2 separate regions of the Macaca mulatta genome follow, and region 1 is linked to region 2. Evidence: chromatin contacts called from public Hi-C data. All regions are on one chromosome and are shown on one strand. The core of a region is the stretch at or near the end of the contact, and the rest is flanking DNA. Distances in the headings are between cores, read along the strand shown. Region 1 holds the start of SAP30 (Sin3A associated protein 30). Region 2 holds the start of HMGB2 (high mobility group box 2).

Region 1 (3,369 bases), core at 308-2,807, 38 kb before region 2:
AAATTAAATCAATGTATTTATTTATAACACATTTTCCCAAAGCAATCTGAAATTATGCAAGTTCACCTGAAAAGTTTCTCACGGATAACACTGAAAACTGTTTAAACGGGCAAAAAAGTATCACAAATAAACTTTTCAAAAACTTTAATTACACACACTCCTGCGAACTGTAGACTAACATTTGAAACAAATACGGACTGAGCTAACAGGCTTTTACATTTACTTCGAAGCCAAGCGCAAGATAAAAATACGCAGGACTTGTGGTAGGTTCTTGATACCATGTTATTCATTTACCGCTAGCCAGATCTCCCAAAAGTAGCAACGGCTGTTAGATGGTCAAACGAAAAGACGCGCAGGAGGAGGAAAAAAGAAATCCTGATGGCTGCCAAGGGGATGGCAAAACCGCAGAGGCTACGTGCTCCCCACCATCGGAGCAGCTGCCCTCGGAGCTGACAGCGCAAACGCCGTTTACAGCCCCGGCTCACTGCCAGGCGGCGGGCGAGCTCGGCTTCCCTCTCACTCCGCTCCGGAGGAGACGGAGCACAGAAAGGAACAGGATCTTCCTTGATCGCGAAGGTCCTCCACTTTCCCCTAGACCAGGGGAGTTAGCACCGCCTGGGGCCAAACACCAGCTTGGGCAGCGAAACAAAGGCGCCTCCATTCCAGAAGAGCTGCCGGGCTGCAAGAAAACTACTCTGGGCCCTCGGTCCGGCGGTCCCCTTTGTTTCGTGTCCTGGTCGCAGAGGAGAAGGAAGAGGGAAGACAGTGCGCGGGAGAGTCGCAGGCAGCGGGAGGCTGGGGGCAGGGTGGGAAAGAAAAGGGGAACGACAGCGTGCGTGTTGTGTGTGTGTTGGGGTGGCGGTCGGAGTTGCAGCGACTTTGTTATTTGCTTCCAAACACAGACTCCACGAGACCGCACTGCAGCCAGGTCTGGGAGACCCCGCCGACAATCCGTGCCTTTGCCCGACTCCTGGGGCCCCACCAGGGGACAGGAGGGCAGGGCGATCCCGCGGTTACTTACGCTCTTATCCAGCTCGATCTTCACCTTCTTCTGGGAGATGCTCTTCTGGATCCTCTTGCTGAAGCTGGCGTTGCCTGCCGCCCGGCCGCAGCGCTCACCATCCTCCCGCAGGCAGCACAGTTGCCCTGGGCCCGGCCCGGCCGCCCCCGGGGGCCCAGCCACTGAGACCGTCCCCGCGCCCGGCACCTCAGCCCCGGCGCCCGCGCCAGTCCCGTTCCCCGCGGAGGCGGCGGCGGCCGCGGCAGCGACTACGGCGGCCACTGCAGCGGCCGCATCTCCGCCGCGGCTCATCTCGTCAGGCGTGAAGCCGTTCATGTCTCCGAGCTCCCGAGCGCCGGCGCTGACACAAATCCCCTCTCTCCTGGCCGCTCCGCCTCTCTCCGCTCCGGCAGCGGCAATTCACTCTGTACACCAAGTTAGCGGCACGGTCAAACACCAACCGTCCCGGGCCTGCTGGTCTCTGCTGGCCCCGGAACAGTGGACAGTGCTGAGGGCCCGGACGCAGACTCTAGCGTCTTCTGGAGCCGGGACCCCGCTCACTGTCACATGGGGACTTCAGCAGTTGGACCGCTACGCCTCCGCCTCCCTCCGGCCCCCGGGACTGCGCAAGCGCGACGCGCCCCCTCCCGTCCCGCCCCTTTCTTTCAAACGCGCGGCCCCATGGGAATTGTAGTTGTCTGCTACGGAGTCAACCTGAGCTCCGCCCTGACCCTTCGCCCTGCGAGATGGAGGAACTACTAATCCTAGCATGCATAGCGCGGCCACGGACCCACTTTTTTTTTTTTTTTCAGTACCGGGAAAACAGGAGCGTGTGATTGGGGTTTACAGTGTTTTCTCTCTCTCTGTCTCTAGGGAAGTCGGGCTGTGTTTAGCTGCTGGGATTTCGTAGAATTGGGTTTCAGAGAAGTTACTCGATTCCTGAGGCGAAACATAAAGGGATGGGAGTGGTGTGGGAAGTGAGCGTGTGCGGAAAAAAAAGTTTCGAGGCCGTTTCGCATTTGTGGAAACACAGCTTTTGGTGTGACCGCGCTTTTGTGGGAAACCCAAACCAAGGAGAACTCAGGAGAATTGGCGCTCTTCGGTCCTGGAGGTTCCGCAGCTAACATCCCGGCTTGACCAACTATCGAGGCAGCAAATTAGTAGGGCACCTCCTGGGAGGAAAACGCCCATCCTGACTTTTCAACTGTGACAGGTCCCCCTCACAAACGCCTCGCGGGGGGCAGGGGGGCGTTTCTAAACCCTTGCATGTTCCTACAAGGGAAATGTGTTTATTCTTGGACGCACGGAGTTGGCCGCCTCCTGAGGTGGAGTACGGACCAGCTGACAACAGGGCTCCTTTTCACCTCCACGCCCAACCTTTTCCATTTCTCCTCAAACGGTTTTGGAGAAGGGCGGAGTCGTATCATTTTAAAGGAGACTTGGAACCTCACCAATACAAACGCTGCTCGACTGTTCCCAGAAACTTCCCTGCATTAGCTCTACCGGCGCGGGTAGTAGAAAGCGCATTTCCTGAGACCTGGCAGGCGCGTGCGCCCCTGCATGCTGCCCGCGTTTGTGCGCTCTTGCTTATATGTATGTGTTCGCGGGCGCGCGCGTGTGTACGTGTGTGTGCCCGCGTACGCGTGTATGTCCGTGCGTGCATGCGGGGGGAGGTGCTCGTGGAGGGCGGGGCGAGGGATGGGCGTGGCTAACACGAAAGCTGCGCCTTTACTAGTTACCACGCGTCATTATTTATCAGAAGATACACGCTGCTTAAACACAAATACGTTTTAAAATATATTTTAGGCAGTAGGGTTTTGTTTTGCAAGTTCTTTTAGTAAGTAAATTTAGTGATAAATAATTGTTTTTTCTTTTGAGACAGAGTTTCGCTCTGTCGCCCAGGATGGAGTGCTGTGTAGTGCAGTGGCACGATCCTGCAACCTCCGCCTCTCCGGTTCAAGCGAGTCTCCCGCCTCAGCCTCCCGTTACAGGGGCGCACCACCCCACCCAGATGATCTTTTAAAATGCAAAATGCCATCGACGCAGAAAATCAAAGGTATCCATTGCGTCTGTGCGTTTGGGTTCTAGGATATGACAAAGAAAAACAATTTAAATATTACATAAATTCAGTAGGAAAAAGAAAGATGCCGACTGATAAGTACTTTGTCTACCTCCTTAAGCTGCGCTGTCCGGTAGGCTGTGCTCTAGCCATATGTGGCTACTCAGCACTTGAAGTGTGGTTGAGACGGAAAAACTGAATCGTTAATTGAATTTCAATTAAACTAAAAACAAAAACGATACTCGATTTAATTGTTGGAATACTTTTAAGTATGTTTGCAACAACTCAGATATATGAATCTGTTTTTCCA
Region 2 (3,413 bases), core at 656-3,155:
TTTTTATATAAACACAGCTTACTTTATGCCATAATTTAAAAAATTCTAAACATAAAACTTAAAAATACATTTTAAAAGTGTAATGCATTAGTGTCTCACTAACTGATATTAGAATAAAGTAGTATGAATTACTTGGTTAATTTGGATTTTTGGGTGTTTTTGTAACTGATTTTGTAGGTATTGCAACTTAAGGCAGAAAAGAGAATGTTATCAGCTAAGGATTATGCTTAACAAAATTCTGGAACACTTAAATACAAGAAAATACATTTTTTTCCTGTTTGAAAAACCGCCACTTTATTTTTTTTTGTGGTAAAACATACACAACATAAAAGTTACCATTTTACCCATTCCTAAATGTATAATTCACTGGCATTAAGTATACTCACAATGTTGGACAACCATTATCCATTTCCTAGGAAAATACATTTTTTTAAGATCTCATTTTTATTAGTAAACATAGATAAACAACTGCTGGTTTTCAAGTACTGTTATGATAACCATATATAAGCCAAAGAGCATAGTCTAACAAGTGCCAATGAACTTACGGAAAAATTAAGACAAAATATTTAAATTTCTTGAGTCATGCAACCTATATGTCAAAAGTGGGGGGAACCCCTCAAAACTAAATACCACAGAAATAGTACACCAGGATGTCAATTAAAGTCCTCTACCTTGGGAAAAGCAGCTTGTGACGCTGGTAAGCAGTAAGGTAAGGTAGCTTTGGCGCGCTCTCCCTATACTAACACGGAGGTTCTTAACCCGCGCTTGGAGGAGCCTGTAAAATGTGGCGATATGCCGTTTGGAGGATCTACGCAACTGGGGGTGGAGTAGGGAGCATGCATTGCTTTTATGCGAGTCTCAATTTTTAAAAACTATCACACTAGTAGGATGAGGCAGTGAATGCCCAGGCGAAGGCCAGGCCAGCCAAAGACAGGGAAGCCGCTGGACTCCGAGCTCCCGGCGCAGCGCTGCGGTGTGCGGCGTGGGGGCCCAGGCACTTGGGGATTGGAATTCCGGACCCGGCAGGAGGGGGCGGGGCCGGGGGGACAAGGCGCCGCCTCCGCCCCTTCGGGACCCGGAGGGTGCCCTTGTTTACCTCCCAGTATTTGTCACCCGAGACAAAGAGGGAAGGAAGGAGGGGCCTTCTGAGGGAAACTCCCTCGGCGGGAAGCACCTACTTTCAGAACGTTTTGTAACACCCCACGGGACGCGGCAACGGCTCCCTCCCGGCCCCCCGCGCCCTTTCCGAGGTTCCCTGCCTTGACTTCCCCGAGTTCTACGCCAACCTCAGCAACAGCGGGAGGAGCTGGGCAATCGGTTTTGCAGGGCAAACTCCAGGCTCTCCCCATTTATTATTCTCTGGGCGGCTCAGGGGAGACTCTGCAGGGCCACAGAGCAGAGCGACTACAGCTCCCAGGAGCCAACACTGCAGGGCTGAGCCGAGGCGGGAGACAGACAGGACCTAAATGGTGGTCGGAGGAAGGGCAAAGCGGACCTCTGCTGTTACCTTAGCGCCAGCAAACCGAGCCGCCGCCGTCGCCAAGCCAGGAGACCAACCCCCTGTCTCCCGACTAGGTTTTTTTAAATCTGGCGGGGCTTTCTCTCCCGAGCCAACCACTCCCACCGTTTACAGTCCCAGCCAGTCAGCGTGAGGCCCGCCATTTTTCAAACCCTCTTCCCGCCGCCAATCAGGATCGAGCAGTACATTCCTCTCCTGACCGGTTCTAACGGGTCTGGGAGTTAACGACCTGGGCGACCCACCGAACCTGCTAGGCTGGGGCGTGGAGGGCGGGTCTGGTAAGACCCTGACCAATCGTTAGCCGCCGTGGCAAGGGGGCGGGGACTATCTGGGTTTGAATAATCGTCAGAACCAATCAGAGAAGTGGGGATGTGGCCTGTGGCCTAGCTCGTCAAGTTGCCGTGGCGCGGAGAACTCTGCAAAACAAGAGGCTGAGGATTGCGTTAGAGATAAACCAGTTCACGCCGGAGCCTGGTGAGGGAAGCGTCTCTGTTGGGGTCGGCCGCTCTGCAGGACTCTGAGGAAAAGCTCGCACCAGGCAAGAATACCCTCCAATACCCTCGGGTTCGTGGACCTGCCTTTCCCCATTCCCTCAGAGCCTCTACTCGGTCTCGGCGCTGTGGCTCTCGGTGTCTGACCCGGCGAGCGGCATTTGGGGTGCGGGCCGGCGAGGGCCGGGGCTGTAGAGGGCCGGCGGGCAGTCAGAAGAGGCGGAAACTGCCCCCGCCCGGGCCCGGTTCTGGGAGTTTTCAATGTCGGTCACGAGGTGATTAGCGATTGAGTGAGGCTCGCGACGTGAAAGCCGGGGGACATTTCTGTCAGGAAAGGCGTCTTGAGGGCGCTTGCGGAGTCGCCGGACTAGTTGAAGGGCGGGAGGCGGCGTCTCGGGCCCCGGGAGCCACTTGCTGGGCGAGCGTGAGGAGTCGTCAGCCGCGGCCGCTCGGGCTGGGAGGAGGAGGAGGAGGAGGGTGTGCGCCGGGGCGGGGGCGCGGGCGGCCGCCCTCGGGAGGACGCCCTCGGGAGGAGGGGGGCGCGGGCAGGGCGGGAGCGGATTTGGGCGGGAAGCGGAGCCCCGCCAGCGCCCGCCCTGGCAGCTGCGGGCTCCGCACCGACCCGCCGGCTTCCCCTCTCCCCCCTCCGCCCCGTCAGGTGGACGCCGATCTGTCACCATGGGTAAAGGAGACCCCAACAAGCCGCGGGGCAAAATGTCCTCGTACGCCTTCTTCGTGCAGACCTGCCGGGAAGAGCACAAGAAGAAACACCCGGACTCTTCCGTCAATTTTGCGGAATTCTCCAAGAAGTGTTCGGAGAGATGGAAGGTGAGGCGGGAGAGGGGGTGCAGGTGTGGTTTTCGGCCAGGAGGGCCTTAGGCAGGTACGTAGTAGGCAACTCGAGAGCTTCAACTTTGCCACCCCCGATGACTCCCCTGAATATCTTAAGAGTTTGAGGCAGACGATTTTAGGTTTTTACTTACATTAAGACTTCGAAAGCAAAATGCAGTTAAGGAAAATGTGCTCCTTAAAGATGATCTTCTCGTCTTTGGGTGTTTATAAGTAACAATTTTGCCGTATTCTTGGCGCTTATTTTTATGTCCACAGACCATGTCTGCAAAGGAGAAGTCGAAGTTTGAAGATATGGCAAAAAGTGACAAAGCTCGCTATGATAGGGAGATGAAAAATTACGTTCCTCCCAAAGGTGATAAGAAAGGGAAGAAAAAGGATCCCAATGCTCCTAAAAGGCCGCCGTAAGTTTAAAATAAACCAAATTGCCCCTTGGATTTTTCCTTCAGTTTATTAAGCTCTGTTGCTTCCTTTCAGATCTGCCTTTTTCCTGTTTTGCTCTGAACATCGCCCAAAGATCAAAAGTGAACACCCGGGCCTATCCATTGGGGATA

Evidence for each region. A called contact is a pair of places that touch in the nucleus more often than the background predicts.
Region 1: a Hi-C map of liver shows a contact between it and region 2, with 2.6 times the contacts expected there. The contact joins the promoter of SAP30 here to the promoter of HMGB2 in region 2. A contact is called at or near these places in 7 of 14 Hi-C or Micro-C datasets (CD4 T cells, blood, cortical neurons and 4 more).

What each region holds. Positions count from the first base shown.
Region 1 is chr5:181,801,028-181,804,396 of T2T-MMU8v2.0, reverse strand. It overlaps SAP30 (Sin3A associated protein 30), which reads right to left and starts at 1,557. Exons shown (of 4, transcript NM_001266332.1): 1 at 1,022-1,557. The coding sequence starts at 1,336.
Region 2 is chr5:181,763,452-181,766,864 of T2T-MMU8v2.0, reverse strand. It overlaps HMGB2 (high mobility group box 2), which reads left to right and starts at 1,905. Exons shown (of 5, transcript XM_015139530.3): 1 at 1,905-2,083; 2 at 2,669-2,838; 3 at 3,118-3,263; 4 at 3,337-3,413. The coding sequence starts at 2,689. LOC106998581 (a long non-coding RNA gene) reads right to left here and starts at 1,633. Exons shown (of 2, transcript XR_013417585.1): 1 at 1,508-1,633.